2 separate regions of the Mus musculus genome follow, and region 1 is linked to region 2. A link is a contact called in public promoter capture Hi-C data. All regions are on one chromosome and are shown on one strand. Each heading gives the region's core, a stretch centred on a gene start, on an enhancer-like site or on the middle of the called end of the contact. The rest is flanking DNA. Distances are from core to core; before and after follow the strand shown. Region 1 has its middle 30 kb from the start of Gm12153. Region 2 holds the start of Il12b (interleukin 12b).

Region 1 (5,146 bases), core at 1,559-4,058, 470 kb before region 2:
GGAGCAGTGTATATGCATGCTGGCAGGTGCAATAGCCTGAAAACCTCTTGCTAGAAGTGGAGTCATTCACACCACCGAGCCCAGTGGCTGAATCACTGCACAGGCTGGGAGCCTGATTTTTACCTCAATAATCACATCTATAGTGATTCTGTGCTAGGGGCAAGACGAACCAGCAGAGAACATGCTCAACCTCCATTTTCACAGTAATTCTTCCCAGGGCTGGGGATGTAGCTATGGTGAGTGGAGTGCTTGGCTAATATGCACAAAGTCCTAGGTTCAATCCCCAGTGCGGAATATACCAGGCAAGGTGGTACCTTCCAGTATATGTCAGAACTTGGAGGTAGAGGCAGGGGGAGTGGAAGTTCAAGGTTATCTTTGGCTGCGTAGTGAGTTTGAGGCCAGCATGGGCTGCATGAAACTGTATATAAGAGAAAAAAGAAAACCTTCCCACTATAGACTCTATACTGATTATGCCCAGAAGATAGATTGGAGAAGCGGAGTCTTTCAAAGCTAAGCAACTTATAGACAGTGAAGCTGAGATCAGAATCCAGGCTTTTAAACCCTGTGAAATGTGAAAGAAAGACATTGGATGTAGCTGTTCAGAGTGCGGAAAGGAGAGAAATATTGTGTGCGGCAGGAGCCAGTGAGGCTGGAGACTGGCTCCTAAAGCCACTGCCATTAAATGACTCAGCTCTCAGCAAGCTTCAGAGTGTGCTGTGTCAGGGGGTGTCCCTCTGCTGTGGGATTAGAGGGGCAGCTGGTCCAGGAATGCACCATGTATCACTGTCATCTGCCCTGGGTTCAGCTCTGACACTGGAGGCTTGTGGATAGCACGGTGTGTAACACTGGGCAAGTGATGCAATCTCTTTGGACCGTAGCTTTTTTTTTTTTTTTTTTTTTTTGGTAATCTGTGAAACCAAGACAAAAATACATCCATCATTTAGGAACATTTCGGGAAATATAAGTATGATAGGATTTAGACAACACCCGACACCCACAAGGCTTATCATTAGGCCCACAGCTGTGTATCCTGAACCCACTTGCAGGGCCCACCTCTCCCTGTGAGCTTCTCTCTACCAGCCTGCTCTGGGTTATGTAACCACTTGGCTTTTGTGGCCTTCGGAGAGCCTGGCCACACAGAGGGTGTTCTGTGACCCAGTAGCACTCTCCTTTGGGCACACTCCAGTCCTCCTGAGCCAGACTGCATTTAACGATGTCCCCAAGAGGTATGGGGGCACAGTCAGGTTTAGAGTCAGGTTAGAACTTTGGAAGGCCACCTGAAGAATAGATATGACCTAGGTTTCCTCCTCTTTATTGGGGATTCAGTCCAATGCTTAGTTCAAATCACAAGAGTACAAGAAATAATCTGTGGGCCTCTGTGTGACACTATTTCTGTCACATTTCCTTTGCTCTTGTTGCATGTCACATCTGAGGCATGCCCAGCTCCAACATTTGGTCCATTCTGTGGTTGTGAAGACTGAGGCAGAGCTGGGAGTGAGTTTAAGTGTACAGGTACTGGATGCCAGGCAGAGTCAAGTTCCAATTCTGGGCTTGCCTCTCGGTCCACCTTGCTTCACAGCCAGACAGTAAAAAGCTGTAGATTCTTTTTCTTCTTGGGTACCTGGTAATGGTTTGCCCCTGTGTCCCACGACTTCATTCCCTAAAAGTGGTGTGGATACAGGTTTTTGTTCAGCTCATGTGAGCATGGTGCCACACATTAGGCTTCTGTTCCCTTATCATTTCCATTCCCTGCTCCTCCTGAGACCTACACTGCTAGCATCTTAGTTGTATTACAGATGGCAAAATTTTTGCTTCAAGTGAGGAAGGTGCTTAAAGGTAGGGGAGCAGGGCAGGGGGAAGGTATAGAGAACTTTTGGGATAGCACTTGAAATGTATATAAAGAAAATATCTAATAAAAAATAATCAAAAAAGAAAGAAAGGAAGGAAGGAAGGAAGGAAGGAAGGAAGGAAGGAAGGAAGGAAGGAAGGAAAGGAAGAAAGAAAGAAAGAAAGAAAGGAAGAAAGAAAGAAAGAAAGAAAGAAAGAAAGAAAGAAAGAAAGAAAAGGAAGTGGGACTGGAATGGGAGGCACCCATCTCTCCTTCCTGGCAGCACCGATTGTTCTACCCACAGTGCTCTCTGAGTTTGCACAGCAAACTTCTTGACATCTTCCATCTCCATTCCTAGAAGTTCCTTCCCTTGCAAGCCATAGCCCTTTACACTCATTTGGACCTACTCTTCTTTTGGTAAGATACTGCCGCAGCTCCTGAGCAGGTAGCCCCTGTGTGTGCAGGAGCAGTTTGTAAGTTGTCCCAGAACAATGATTCCCAGGGAGTAAGTGCCCAGTAAGTGAGCATAAAATGAACACAGCTCACTGTATAGCTTGACTCTTTCACCTGGGCAGTATCTGTACAATGGGGAGACTCCAACATGACTCTTTTATACCCTAGAGCATCTAGGACAGTTCCAGAAGGCTATGCTGTTAGTATTTGTCCCTGTAAAGCTATGTGTTTCCCCCAGTTACTCCTTTGCTCATAACCTTTTGTTGACAGTCCAGATAAACATTGGTATTCTGTCTCCTGGCTTTCTTATTTCCGTGTAGGACAAGAAGAAGTGAAGTCTCTGCATATTCCCTGCTTATCGCACCTCAGGGCCCTGTGCAGATTCTTGGTGAGGAGATACCTGACCTGAGAGGACACCATGGACTGAGTTCCACATCTCTGTCACAATGGCTCCTCTGACTACAGCCCGGTCCTGACTCACATGCCTGGCAGAGGCCCATGGGAGGCCAGAGCCTGTCCTCTCTCTGGATCCTTGGCACAAACCAGTGCCAACAAACTAGAGGAGGAATCTTTGCCTTTGAGGTAGGAGCCAGCAGGGCTGTTGCAGATCGGCTAAGAAAATAACTCCTCCCAGTCTCCTGAGGTTCAACCAAGGGCAACAGCCAGAGTGGGATGGGCCGATCTCCCTGGGAGGGCCGGAAGCTGCTGGTGATAACAGCGGAGCTCAGGTGAATGCTTTCTGGTCAGAAGCTCAGATGTGAAAGTCTATGACTATGCTTCTGTTGACAGGCTGGAGTCTCATGTTCATCTCTTGGCTTGGCATCTGCATGCTGTGGCTTACAAGCTGGGTGGGCAGGGGCTCGTTTGTACAGTTTCTTACAAGAGCACAGGTAGGGGTTATTTACAGGAGCACTTTATCTTGTTAGTGGCTAACGCCACCGAAGAGCATAACTCTTCGTCACTCCAGCAACCACTAACTGCCTGTATCACCCCACGGAGGGGTGGAGCCTTGGGAGGTCTTCATTCTTTCATAAAGGAATATTGATGGGACAAGTCATGTATGGGTCTTACACAGATAATTACAGAAGCTGAGTATTTTCATGTGCAGTGGCCACATCCTGTCCAGAGGGCAGCATTCCACAACATTCCTTCCTCTGTCTCTTAGATTCTTTCAATTCCCTCTTTCTTGGTATTCCGTGGACCTTGGAGGGGCTGATAAGAGAGGGACACTCCCTTCTGTTTCCAGGGATGAGGAAATCCTTTTGGTTTGATTAGATGAGAAGAGGGGCTGAGGACCTTTCTCTTCAGTAGCCCAATCCCAGGAGGGCTAACTGTATTCATGGTTCACCACCCATCTGTTATAGGAATCTTGCCCTTGAACCCTTCATCTTTAATGCTATGGATAGGAGAGGATTTGCTGCAACATATTTATGGTCTGGAAGCTTAGTCCCCAGTATGGTACCATCAAGGATATAGAACCCTTAAGAGGAGCTCAACCCACAAATGGATCAATGCTGCCCTACAGTTGTGCATCAGGTCTTATTAGAGAAGCTCTGTTAGAGAGCCTGGCCCTTCTCCAGGGCTTTGCTCCCTCTCTCAATACTCATGGTCTCTCACACATTCTCCTCCCATCTGCTGTGTTGGACATAGCCAGAAGCCCTTCCTCAGGGCTCGAAGAGATGGGCCATCCAGTTGTAAGCTCTCATCCTCTAGAATTGCGTGCTAAGTACACCTCTTTTTCTTTGTAAAGTACCTAGCTTCTGGCATTATGGGAATGGAAAGTGGATGGAGACATTTATCATCACCCAGTTAGTCTGAATTTAATTCCCTGTAAAGGTAGAAGCAGTTACACCATCAGGGTCACGAAAGTCAGCCTTAAAGCAGGAGAGGCAAATAAGAGGGGGGGACATCATGACTGGGAGGAGAGTCTCTGAGTCCAGCTTTCACAGTGGCCTCTCAGATGTCCACCTACTGCTTCTTAATCCCTTGAAAGGCTCCTCTCTTAGCTAGGATCTCATCCTACCCATTCACCTCACCTCATAAGCGTTTGGTAGGTGGCAGGTGGCTGAGACTTGGGTGTAGGCAGGGAAAGAAGTGTAAATGACTTGTCTGGATGGCAAGGAGGTGGCTTGGCCTTTTCACTTCAAGGACTCCTGTCAGCAGAAGCAGCCTCCTCACCCTACAAATGGTCTGGAATCTTTTTTTTTTTTTCTAGACAGGGTTCTCTGTATAGCTCTGGCTGTCCTGGAACTCACTTTGTAGACCAGGCTGGCCTCGAACTCAGAAATCTGCCTGCCTCTGCCTCCCGATGGAATCTTTTGTTTTGTTTGTTTTTGTTTTTTTACAGATAGGTTTTCATTGGGAAGCTTTGGGTATCCTGGAATTAGCTCTGTAGATGAGCTAGGTCTGCTTTTGCCTCCAAGTGCTCAGATTAAAAGTGCATCACCAAAAACAAAAAAAAAGTGCATCACCACTGTGTGGCTTTGGAATCTTTGTAAGAGATACTATAGTGTGTTTGGGGGCCAAGAGAAGTGGAGGCACCCACTAGTTTTCCTGTGGAATGGAATAGAAGGGAAAGGTGAGCCTGGGTAGGTAGCAAACTCTTAGGTCTTCATCTCTAAGCATGCCACTTCCTATATTGTGCAGGGACATTGCATAAAGGCCATGGAGATTCGGTGGCTTTCTGAGGAGGATCTCCAAGGAGATCAAGAGACCTCACAGTGAAGGCTCTTAGTGTTTCCTGGGATTAGGGTTCTGTGCCCTATGCAGGGTACACAGAGTGTAGCCATGCCATACTTAAGGGGGCAGTCAAGAAATTAGTAGTTTCATGACAGATAGAGCCACCCATCTAGTTCATGACTGGGA
Region 2 (5,423 bases), core at 1,872-4,371:
TGGAGAAAATAGGAAGCCAAGCCATTGAAAATAAATACATAAACAAACAAACAAACCCCGAAAATCATCTAGTCACACGCTGACTGACACATGCACTTGGGGTGTTTTCCCGGTCTGAGCTTCTGTAAGGAAGCAGGCAGGAGCAACAACCATAGCCTGCGGGCAGACACATCTTTTGTAAATGATGGACTAAGAAGGAAGATTTATTTCTCATTGTCTGATTACCTGATTTCTTCCTTCTATGTCAGCACAAACCACCAGACTTACCTGGCCAATACCTATGATTTATGGCCTCCTAGTTGGTCTATCCACTCCTCTGTGATCAGGGCTCTGTGCCCAGCTCAGCTTTCAGTCACTGTAAGTATATTCTCCTCGGGAAGACTAGATTACAGTTGTCCAGGGGACTGGAAGAAAAAGTTCTGGGAGCTTCTAAGACAACTTTGCTCTTAGGAGAGATGCACATGATAAAAGCTGTCTCCTCTCTTTTCTCTCTCACTCCTTCCTTTACTCCTTCCCTCCCTCCCTCTCTCCCTTTCTTCATTTCTCTCTGAAACACAGACACACACACACACACACATACACACACACTGAATGTCATCCTGGATTATCTGTTATCTGGAAATATGGAGTCATCTGGAGAGAGAAGCTAGTTGGCAGACTAAGCCAAGTCTCTAACTGATCCAGATGTGGAGTCAATTCTGTTAGGTCCAGCAAGAGACCAAAGCCATGGATGTACTCACTAAAGGCTGCTGAAGGGCTGCAGAGATAACTGAGTGGTAAAGCTATCGACTAACATGTGGAAAATGTGTGTTCATAGAAACTCTTGTGGCTGCTTTTGAAACTTGGGTCGTGATATAATCCAGGCCTGTTCATTTCCCAACCACTACATAAAAGGAATTTTCAGAATCATCATATAACAAGATCCTACTTAAACAACCAAATATATACAGGGGGCACAGGCGGCTCAGAGGAACACACATCAAAGCACAGGTAATGTCTACTGCCAGGAGTCTCTATGTCAAAGCTTCAGCTTCTTATTCAAGGTGTATTTTGCTTTGGAGTTTTTGACAATAGCAAGGATGCATGTTTTGCTTTGCATTGTCTGAAAACTAATGTTTTAAAGCACACATGATTTATATTGTATTAGAAAAGTATACTAAAGGCTTATAGCCATCTTTTGATAAGGGAAGGGGCCTTTTGGTATTACATACATACATCTGTACGTACGTGTGTGTGTTGGGGGGGAGGGGTTCAATCACAGCCAAGTAGCTTCAGCCTGATTATGAGCCACACTGTTATTCTGCACATCATTCCCTTGTGTCTTGTATTCCTCTAACTGTTTTTGACCTAGCCCCAAGAGCTACCTCAAGCCCCCTCCCCCCCCCCTAGCCTTCCCTCCAGCTCCAAATAAGCCCATGGAGCTATTCTTCGGCCCCATATTGCTTTGTTCGGTTTTCCTCATGAAATCGCTTTCTTGTGGCTCATAATGATAGCTTGTCTAAGCTCAGGGGACATTTGCATGAGCTTTGCATGTATGTTGTCACAGCTTGTCTCAGCTCAGGGGACATTTACAACCCTGCACTGCAGCAGTGAGGCTAAGAGGAGTTATGTACCTTGTCAAGATCCAGTTCCTCGAGAGGCCAAAGATGGTGCTCTAACGAACTCCCGATCTGTCCTTGGGAGAGATGGGCAGAGGTAACCATGAGCTTTGCATGTAGGGTCAGTGTGACCAGCAATCTTAGTCACAGAGATTATGGCTGTCCTCAGAGATCCCCTAAAACTAGCACATTATTTTTTACTGCTATTTCACTATGCAACGAAACCTACTTTGTTCACTTAAGAATGATCTTGTATGCAAAACCAGTTTCACTCGAAGCCTAGGAGTACAGGGATGCCACTAGCTAGCTTGCTGTGACTGATGTCTCCACCCTCAGTTTGAAGCCGATCAGGACCAAAGAGGGATTGCAGCTGGGCTGCTGGAGTGAGGAAGTGTGTGGCTGGGAAGCTCCGCAGTTCTCTCCCCCTCCCCGCGCCCCAGGCAGACTGACACTTGGAAGAAAGTTAGGCCGGAAATCTACACCGCCCGAAACCTGACAGGGTCCAACCTCAGCCCTAGGAACTTCCCAGGAGGCGGGAACCCAGGCCAGGGACAGGAATGGAGAAGCGGCGGGTTGTGTCCCTTGCGTCCCAACCGCGAGGATGTCCTCGCTTCGCGCCCTCTATCGGCGGCTCTGAGAGTGGCTCTCATCTGTATGCGAACTGGATGTGCAAGAAGAGCTAATATTTCTGAGCACGGATGAGGAAGGGAGGTAACATCAACTTACAGGATTGCACACCTCTTTGCAATTTTAAACTCCTCAAGAAGAGAAACTACAAAGGGTTTATAGGACCACAGACACGTTATTACTGAAGTGAGAATATAGTATGGGTACCCAAAAGAGTGACCTTTGAATCATCTGTACGCTTGCCTATGTCTAGCTCAGTTCATGCTGCTATCAATCCATGAGTAAGGACCTATAAGCATAAGAGACGCCCTCAAAACACTATGACTTTTATTAGTTATTCACCTCCCCAGAGCTGTCCCTGGATACAGACAACATAGGTATGAGGTAGGGGGTACGTGGAGCCAAACAGGAGGTAATACCTTCTGAATTTAGATGCTAACAAGAAAACATGGGGAAAGGTGGCCCAGATACACTAGGCCCTTTATTCTTTGGGCCTGTAACACCTACTTATTTGATTGTGGCATGAACCATGAACTCGGTTTGGGGCAAGTCCTTCCTTTTTCTGCAGTCTGTGGAATCGGGAGAGGTTAGCCATTGCCGCCTCTATTCACCTTAGGCATGATGTAAACAGAAATTAGTATCTCTGCCTCCTTCCTTTTTCCACACCCCGAAGTCATTTCCTCTTAACCTGGGATTTCGACGTCTATATTCCCTCTGTATGATAGATGCACTCAGGGAGGCAAGGGGGGGAGGGAGGAACTTCTTAAAATTCCCCCAGAATGTTTTGACACTAGTTTTCAGTGTTGCAATTGAGACTAGTCAGTTTCTACTTTGGGTTTCCATCAGAAAGTTCTGTAGGAGTAGAGTATATAAGCACCAGGAGCAGCCAAGGCAGCAGAAGGAACAGTGGGTGTCCAGGCACATCAGACCAGGCAGCTCGCAGCAAAGCAAGGTAAGTTCTCTCCTCTTCCCTGTCGCTAACTCCCTGCATCTAGAGGCTGTCCAGATTCAGACTCCAGGGGACAGGCTACCCCTGAACCAGGCAGCGTGGGAGTGGGGTAAGTGGATTCTGGGAGCATCTCGGATGGCTTTCCCCGCTGGTGGAAACCAGGGGCTTTGACGACAGGGGCTTCAAATAGTCATTTAAAAAGTCAGCTAATTACAGATGTGATGGCGCACACCTGTAATCTCCAAATCTGGGAGGCAGGAAACAGAATGCACAGGAGTTTAAGGCCAGATTCAGCTGTGTAATGAGTTTGAGAGAGTCTCAAAAAATTGAGCTACTAATAATATGTGCCAAGCATTGTGGACAGATGTGTATTTGATAGAAAGGTTTGCTTTGTCTATATAGACACATATACTATGTGCATTTTCTTAAGTATTAATGCATATGTGTTAAGGAGTGTTGTTAAAATTCTGTTCTTGCCTTAAGAGTGAAACTTAAAAAAAAAAAAAGCCTTTCATGTACCCCTTCAAGCCTAAGCTCATCACTGAATGTCCTACCTGTGATGGCCTTTAGAATCAGCTATGATAATCAAAGTGGAGAGCTGGGTTTGGGGGTTCCTTTGGATTTTAACTAACTTTGCCACCTCTTCAAAACTGGAAAGCCCAAGGCATGTTCCAAACTATTTCCTAAAGGGTTCTAAAATCTGTGAGAAAGGGAAGGCTAATCTTCATGGGTTGGCTTCCTCTGCTTGCCCAGGTGAAATCATGAGCACCAGATGGGGCAGGGTGATGGGGCAGGGTGACATCTTGCTTTCACCCAGGGATCACTGAGCCTCAGCTGGGGGCTCCGTTTGTTCAAGCAAGGCATTTCAAGATGAAGTTAGGTCACCCCCAAGAATTCATTTTGCTGAGATCTGAAATACTGTGATTATTGCACCAACAATCCATGGACTCTCTCTAGGCTAGATTCTGGATATAAGACTAGACAGATATGACCTCTGTCACACACCTCGGTATGGGAAAGGGGGGACAGACATTAAAGACGTAATCAAATGATTGTCATTTCAGCGATGCTGAAGGGGAAGAGTAGCTATTTGGGGTCCTGTTTTCATTTGGGGCTCAAGCTGGCACTTTCTGTGGATCATTTCATGAACTCCTAACCTGACAGAGTTATTTTTAATCTAGGAGTACAGGCTTGACAAAGTCAACACAACTTGTCAAGGTCACATAACTAACAAGTGGCAGACTGAGGTCTGTTTGGCTGTAGAACCAAGGCCCTTTGCCCGTGCCCTCCTTGCCATCCCTGACAGCCACGCCATCTGTACTGTGCATTGTTGTTTCTGGGCATTTTTATTTTTACATATCATTTCTCTTTTAAATTAAAGAATAACAGAATGAAACTTGCAAAAGGGATGTCCACTCAGGCACCCGCTGGCAGCAATGTTTGGAAGCATTTGCATGCTCTAGGGAGCTAGAGTATCCAGCCCAGGGTTCCTGTGCTCTTTGCACAAGACTTTCAGGACTTAAGAAAACTAATGAAAACAAACAAACAAACAAACAAACAAAAAAGAATTGTTAAAACATAGCATATGGAAGAATTGTGGAGTGAGAGGGAAACAAAGCCCAGCATCTGCCAATCAGCCTGAAAGCCAAAGCCTGGCTACATACTGCACACTTTTTTGCTTGTGCAGATTTGATTAAGAGGCGACCTGCCATCATCTCCACCCTCTGCTGGTCTTCTATGATCTAAGATGTAGGTGATGCCGAAATGAAGATTGTTCCTTGGACCATTGCCAGGGCTCCCTTCAGCCTGAAATATGGTTCACGTGTGATGCTCAAGTGCATCTGAGGCTGACAGAGGAAATGCTTGGCATGTAGCCAAAGGGGAAATCCCTGTGTTGAGAGCATATGAAGAGATCACCAGGAGATGCCAGGAATCTCTGCCTTTTTTCCCTGCCCAGAGTCCTACCATCTGGGTTTCACAGCCGTGTATAATTGCATCACCTTCTCTGGGCATTTCTCTCTACAGCCTGGCAGATTTTTATTTTTCAACCCAGTGTGCACAAAACAGAAAGAATTTCAATTTTTTTCCTTAGCTTTTTACTAGTGCAAGGTATTATACAATGTCATCTCACTGCATGCCCAATAGCTCTTGAAGATCACATAAGCCTTATGTCTTTTTATATGAAGGCAGTCGGGCTCAGAGGAACTAAACCAACACCAAACAGCTACTGAGTAGTAGGGCCAGAATCC

The links. Promoter capture Hi-C pulls out the DNA fragments that hold promoters and counts their contacts.
Region 1: a promoter capture Hi-C map of liver shows a contact between it and region 2, with 2.3 times the contacts expected there. The contact joins the enhancer-like site here to the promoter of Il12b in region 2. A contact is called at or near these places in 9 of 39 promoter capture datasets (3T3-L1-derived adipocytes, HPC-7-derived erythroid cells, embryonic stem cells and 4 more), 1 of 484 Hi-C or Micro-C datasets (Sertoli cells) and 1 of 9 other capture datasets (embryonic stem cells).

What each region holds. Positions count from the first base shown.
Region 1 is chr11:43,926,528-43,931,673 of GRCm38.p6, forward strand. No RefSeq gene overlaps it. Among named protein-coding and RNA genes, the nearest start is that of Gm12153, 30 kb to the right of the region's middle. Within about 2 kb of position 2,809, at least 52 of the 459 cell types and tissues checked have an H3K27ac peak or open chromatin away from gene starts, as enhancers often do. A contact at or near this core is called in Sertoli cells and liver, where this site is marked.
Region 2 is chr11:44,396,942-44,402,364 of GRCm38.p6, forward strand. Il12b (interleukin 12b) reads left to right here and starts at 3,122. Exons shown (of 8, transcript NM_001303244.1): 1 at 3,122-3,177.